Regions from separate parts of the Mus musculus genome. Here region 2 is linked to region 1. A link is a contact called in public HiChIP or PLAC-seq data. All regions are on one chromosome and are shown on one strand. The core of a region is the stretch at or near the end of the contact, and the rest is flanking DNA. Distances in the headings are between cores, read along the strand shown.

What was found. HiChIP or PLAC-seq counts read pairs in DNA pulled down with a chosen protein or histone mark.
Region 2: a contact with region 1 is called in an H3K27ac HiChIP or PLAC-seq map of microglia, with 8 times the contacts expected there. The contact joins the enhancer-like site here to the promoter of Cplane1 in region 1. A contact is called at or near these places in 5 of 39 promoter capture datasets (the 3T3-L1 cell line, cranial neural crest, hematopoietic stem and progenitor cells and 2 more) and 2 of 115 datasets of contacts at active chromatin or transcription factors (bone marrow-derived macrophages and microglia).

What each region holds. Positions count from the first base shown.
Region 1 is chr15:8,167,818-8,170,816 of GRCm38.p6, reverse strand. Cplane1 (ciliogenesis and planar polarity effector 1) reads right to left here and starts at 1,711. Exons shown (of 53, transcript NM_001162906.1): 1 at 1,328-1,711; 2 at 423-511.
Region 2 is chr15:9,121,791-9,124,623 of GRCm38.p6, reverse strand. Skp2 (S-phase kinase-associated protein 2) reads left to right here. Exons shown (of 10, transcript NM_013787.3): 5 at 620-754; 6 at 2,289-2,387. Among named protein-coding and RNA genes, the nearest start is that of Skp2, 17 kb to the left of the region's middle. Within about 2 kb of position 1,428, at least 19 of the 459 cell types and tissues checked have an H3K27ac peak or open chromatin away from gene starts, as enhancers often do. A contact at or near this core is called in bone marrow-derived macrophages and microglia, where this site is marked.

The DNA of each region.
Region 1 (2,999 bases), core at 462-2,961:
CTGTGGGATTACTCTGGCCAAGAGAGTACAATGGAAGGGACACTATGAATTTCCAAGGCTAAATCACAAAAGGGGAGAAAAATCCCTGGAGTAACCATTTATGAAACTCCTCTCACCAAGTAAAGCAAACGACCGTCAGCCCACACAGCTGTGAGCAAGTCCAAACTAGCTCACCTGAAGAAGCCTCCACAGTCCTGTTGCTACTGCACATGAAGTTGCAGCTACTCCAGAGGCTGAGGCAGGAAGACCAAATTCAAGGCTTCTCTGCCCAGACCTGAATTTATGGCCAGCCCGACCCTGCCTCAAAATGAAAAGAGCTGCCATACCACTGTTTTGGCACGTGAGGTGGGGGGGGGACATTTTTTTCAACTCAGGTTCTTCCCAAATGATTCTGGTTTGTGATAAATGGACATGAAACTAACCAACCAGTGTCAGCGAAGAATCAGAAGCTCAGGTGTTCCAAATGAAGGATGATTTAACCACACAAGGCGGCCAAATGAAGCATTTTATTCTGCATCAAAAAACAAAACAAAAATGCTATATTATTCAATGCCAAGTTTCCTAAATTTGATGACTACTCATGTAAAATAGCATTACCAGAAATATGCATTATTCTGAGTATGACAAGTGAATATAAGACTATTTAATATACGCAATCATCTTCAAATCAAAAGCTATTTCTAGGTAGTTTAATAATTCCTAAATACTATACATATGCACATGTAAAGAGAAAAATAAGGTACAGCAAAACATAAGGAACTGGTTAATCTAAAATACATATTTAATTACATTATGCAACTTTAAATGCAAAATTGATAAAAGGCAACAGGAGAAAACCCAGCACGACTGAGTTAATCATCGTTAGATTCTACTGGTGACAGCAACTTGTTAGTTTTGGTTTTGAGGGATTAATTGTATTATGTTTTTTGTCTAATGAGTCCTTCTAGATGTGAAAGACACTTAAAGATTTATGCAAAGGATTTGTTTGGGAAAAGATAGACATATTTTTTTTTTCAAGTAAAGCATAAAAGATAGAAAGACAGCAAACCCACTTCAAGATTTCAGTACGGTGCGCTACAGAATCACGTACAACCTCCCGTCACTTAGAATTCTAACAATCACCTCTCTCCTGGGATGCAGCAAACACCATTTTCTGACGCATACTGCAAAGCCTCTCAAAACACTGATGCTACTGGATAGACCAAGCACTACACAACAGACACTGCAGATGGAAGAACTGATTTTTAAAAAAAATCCGCTCCATGGCGCAAAAATATATGTATGACAGGAGTAATCTGCCCAGTCTACGGGAACCGGGGAAAGGTACCTTTATTTCAAACAAATCGGAGCATACAATTTCAAGAAAATCGCTGACGTCCCGGGCGGGGTTTGTGCTACGGAGGATGCTAGGAACCCGCGTCCATCCCTCACTGCTCTGCCGTCCGCTGGGGTCTCCTCAGAGGTTTCCTCGTGGCTGTGGCCGCAGAGTCCTGCCCGGAGGTCCCCTGTGGAGGTGTGAGGGGCCACGGCGGGGAGGGGACGCCTGCGACCCAAAGAAGGACCTGGGCGGGACGGCGGGCGGCCGCGAGGAAAACGGAAGTCCCCACAGCTAGCCCGGAGACCCTGGGAGGCGGGGGGCACGGGGACCGAGCCCCTGGGGAAGGTCCCAAGGCCGCCACCTCCCACCGAGGACCGCAGAGGCTGCGAAGCCGCTGAGCCCTGGAGGAGGCCGCGCCCGCCACCCCAGAGCCGTGTCCAGGCGACGCGTGGGCGGGGCCGCCCCACTGCGCATGCTCCATGCCGCTCCGTGGGCGGGCACCTGACGGATCCCCGCCCGCCCCGCCTCCTCGGCGTAGCCAGCTTTGCGCCGGGGTTCTGGGAGAGCGCTGCAAGCCTGCCAGAGTGGGTTACCTCCACCGAGTCTGTCCTGCCCTCCTGCTCTCTCCTCAGCTCGGTAGTCCTTTCTCTCTCCATCCATCCCTGGCTTCCCCTCGTGCAAGACTTTTGAGTTTCCGAGCTCTCCGTGGAGCTTGGCATGAGAATGCCTTAAGAACCAACATTTAGATCTGCGCTGTTAAGAGCAGTTGTTGCCTTTGTGGAGGACCCGATTTCAGAGTCCCAGCACCTACGACATAACCCTGAGTAACTCCAGTTCCAGGGCATCTGACACTCTTTTGTGGCTTCTGTGGGCACCAGCTACAAAGGTGGTGCACATACATACACGTAGGCAAAACACTCATAAAATAACAAGTTAAAAAACAACAACAACGGGCTGGTGAGATGGCTCAGCGGTTAAGAGCACCGACTGCTCTTCCAAAGGTCCTGAGTTCAAATCCCTGCAACCACATGGTAGCTCACAACCATCCATAACAAAAATCTGATGCTCTCTTCTGGAGTGTCTGAAGACAACAGTGCACACACATATAATAGATAAATAAACAAACAAACAAACAAAAACCAACAACAACAACAACAAAAACTTGCCGGGCAGTGGTGGCACGCCTTTAATCCCAGCACTTGGGAGGCAGAGGCAGGCGGATTTCTGAGTTCGAGGCCAGCCTGGTCTACAGAGTGAGTTCCAGGACAGCCAGGGCTACACAGAGAAACCCTGTCTCAAAAAACCAAAAAAAAAAAAAAAAAGTCTCTAGCCAAAACTTCAGCTAAAATTAGACAATAAATCGTGTTGGTCATGGAATTCTTCACATGTCATGAAGGATTTATCACAATTGGTTATCGATCAAATTAACTCATAAAAAGAATACTCGTCTTTTACCTGCTCAAACAAGGAGCAAAAGTTCAACCTTAACTCATCTGTGCACTTTGCACAATCCACACAGGTATCTTACAGTACTAAACTGTTGGTTGTAAGATTCACGTATTGCTGAATGTGCAGCTCTGACAAGGTTCATCCGCATGGACGCTGAAATGAGCTGCTGCTCCAGCCCCCTCCCTTCTGATGCTGTCTCCAGAGACTTGCTTCTAGAGCAGCTTCAGGAATA
Region 2 (2,833 bases), core at 179-2,678, 950 kb before region 1:
TGTCCTCCTCCGTCTCTACTTACTGTTCTCAGACACATTGTGTCTTATGCACCCACATTTATGCTCAGGATTCTCAGACCCTTCCGTTAGTCTGGTCCGCTTCAAAATTCTTAGTTCTAATTACTGAAAAGCTTCCACATCTGAACTTGAGTACTTTGATATTAGCATATCTAGTACTTTGATATTAGCATATCTAAAGCTAAACACTAGGCCTCCCATTAAAACTGGTTCATCTACTGTCCTCCTCCTCTTAGTAAACATGGTTGTTGCTCAGGTGCTCAACCTCAACCCGGACCAGCAGCCAGGAGTCATCATAGGCTTACCACACGCCCTGGGCACGTGTGGCTAGCTCATCTCCTAATAGCCACCTTTTAATTTTAGGAGTGCGACCGTGTTGGCAGTAACATCCATCCGTGCTTGGGAAATCTTGAGTTTTAAAAATGATTGAGGATAGGAGTTAGCTAGAAGCAATTTGTTTTCTGCTCAGCTCTTTCTCCAGTATTTAAAAGGGGTATTTATTTGTGCTCGGCTGTCATGTGCGGACAGGAAGGAGTCTGATGGAATCTGAGTGTACTTGTGTGAGTCACCTCACAGGGCCTCTTTTCTCTCGTATATACAGCTCTTTCCGGGTACAGCACATGGACCTGTCGAACTCAGTGATAAATGTGTCGAACCTCCATAAGATTCTGTCCGAGTGCTCCAAGCTGCAGAATCTAAGCCTGGAAGGCCTGCAGCTCTCAGACCCCATTGTCAAGTGAGTGACACCTGAAGTATGTCGTGAACACAGTCGCTTTGTGTGGCAGCGTTTCTTGTATATGACCACAGTGTCCTTGTGTACGTGTCCAGAAGGACAAACCAAATAACCAGAACTGTCTAAGATATTCAAGACAGCAGACACTTGAATGCTGACCATATGCCAGAACCTACTCTAGGTGTGAGAGAGAAAAGGGGTCAACAGTATGTGGTCTGCGCCTCCTTCATGGGTGAGGCAGATAACTACAGGGCAGAGTGTTGGTTAAATGCATTGCTGGCTATGTGGCAACATTCCGGGGGAACTGATTGAATGCAAGAAGGCAGGCTTCTCAGAGTACTGACTTGCAGGCTGGCCACTGACGATATTCAGGTAGGAGATCTCCAAAGCGATAGGACAGTAGAAGCAGCCTCAGGACAACTGCTGCTGTTCTGAATGCCTCACTAGCTGCTAGTAGCTGGAGCCTACACATCAGGGAGATGAGGAGGATCATGGCTATAGAATAATGGCTTTCTGTGGAGCCTCTGGTAGTTTGCAAAGAGGCCATGAAGCATGGTGCATCATGATTCTGGGAATGGAAGGACCATGTCAGATTGCAATGTACTTAATTAATTTGCTAGTTCCGTGCATGTGAGAACATTGCACTAGTCAGATGAGAAAAGAGGAAGCCTGATAGGAAAACCGGAACAAGAGTGAGAGCCATGCCAACCTAAGCATAATTCTGAGAGCAAGCTGTAAGTTCTCGACCTTTCCCACTATGTGAAAACTGAGGCACAGAAAGGCCAGATCGATTGTCCAAGTTCACACAGTGAATCAAACCAAACCAAGAATTAACTCCAGAACAATAGCTCATCACCACTAAGGGTCCCTAAGAGGAGAGGGTGAGCCTTTTAACATAAGAGATATATATACTCACTGGTGTTTCTTGTACATTTATGCTGCAAGTTCTTTGCAAATCCCTCAGTACAATGTGTCATTTAACCTTCTTCCCAACCCCAGCAAGAAGATGCTCTCGCCAGTTTGCAGATGTGTAGCCAAAGCAAGCCACTCAGCTGTGACTAGTGAAATATAGATCTTTTTTAAAGATTTATTTATTTATTTTTATGTATATGAGTGCACACTGTAGCTGTACAGATGGTTGTGAGCCTTCATCTGGCTGTTGGGAATTGAATTTAGGACCTCTGCTCATTCCAGCCACCCCGCCACCCTACCCCACAACCCCTGCTTGCCCAGTCCCTGTTGGCTCTGGCCCAAAGATTGATTTATTGCTATATGTAAGTACACTGTAGCTGTCTTTTGACACACCAGAAGAGGGTGTCAGATCTCATTATGGGTGGTTGTGAGCTACTATGTTGTTGCTGGGATTTGAACTCAGGACCTTCAGTAGAGCAGTCAGTGCTCTTATCCACTGAGCCATCTCACCAGCCTGAAATATAGATTTTGAAGCCCATTTCTGACTACAGTTGCACACACACAGGCACACACACCAGGACTCGCCATTGATGCAATGCATTCTTCCGGCATTTCTCTTTTCTAGGACTCTTGCACAGAATGAAAACTTGGTGCGACTAAACCTTTGTGGGTGCTCTGGGTTTTCTGAATCTGCCGTGGCGACTCTGCTAAGCAGCTGCTCCAGGTAGGAAAGCTCTGAGCTGTCACAGTGAAGCTTTGCCTCTGGGTGTCTGGATGGAGTGGCTCCACATTCTTGACTTGAGCAGTGTGGTGTCTTTGCCACTCCAACTTTCAGGCTAAGCTCAGTTTGTGGGGGTGGGGGGGGGGGGGAGGTGTTACCGTTTGTAACTATGTCTCCTTAGTGATCACTAGACGTTGACTTTGAAACTCTCTTGAGGCTCTCCTAGCAGGAGAGAATGGGGAGAAAGGCATTGTTAGAGCATCCTCTGTGGGTTTTAGAGGGCATTTGTGTTGATAGCCGTCTGTGCTAACAACAATGTAGCTTTGAGGAAGAGACATTGGAGCTACAGTTTCCAACCTGCATTCTCAAACGGAGGCTGGGGCCTTTGCCCAGATGACCGGGGACCTTTCAGTGTGTAGGAGTTCAGAGAAAGAAATGCCTTTTCAAAT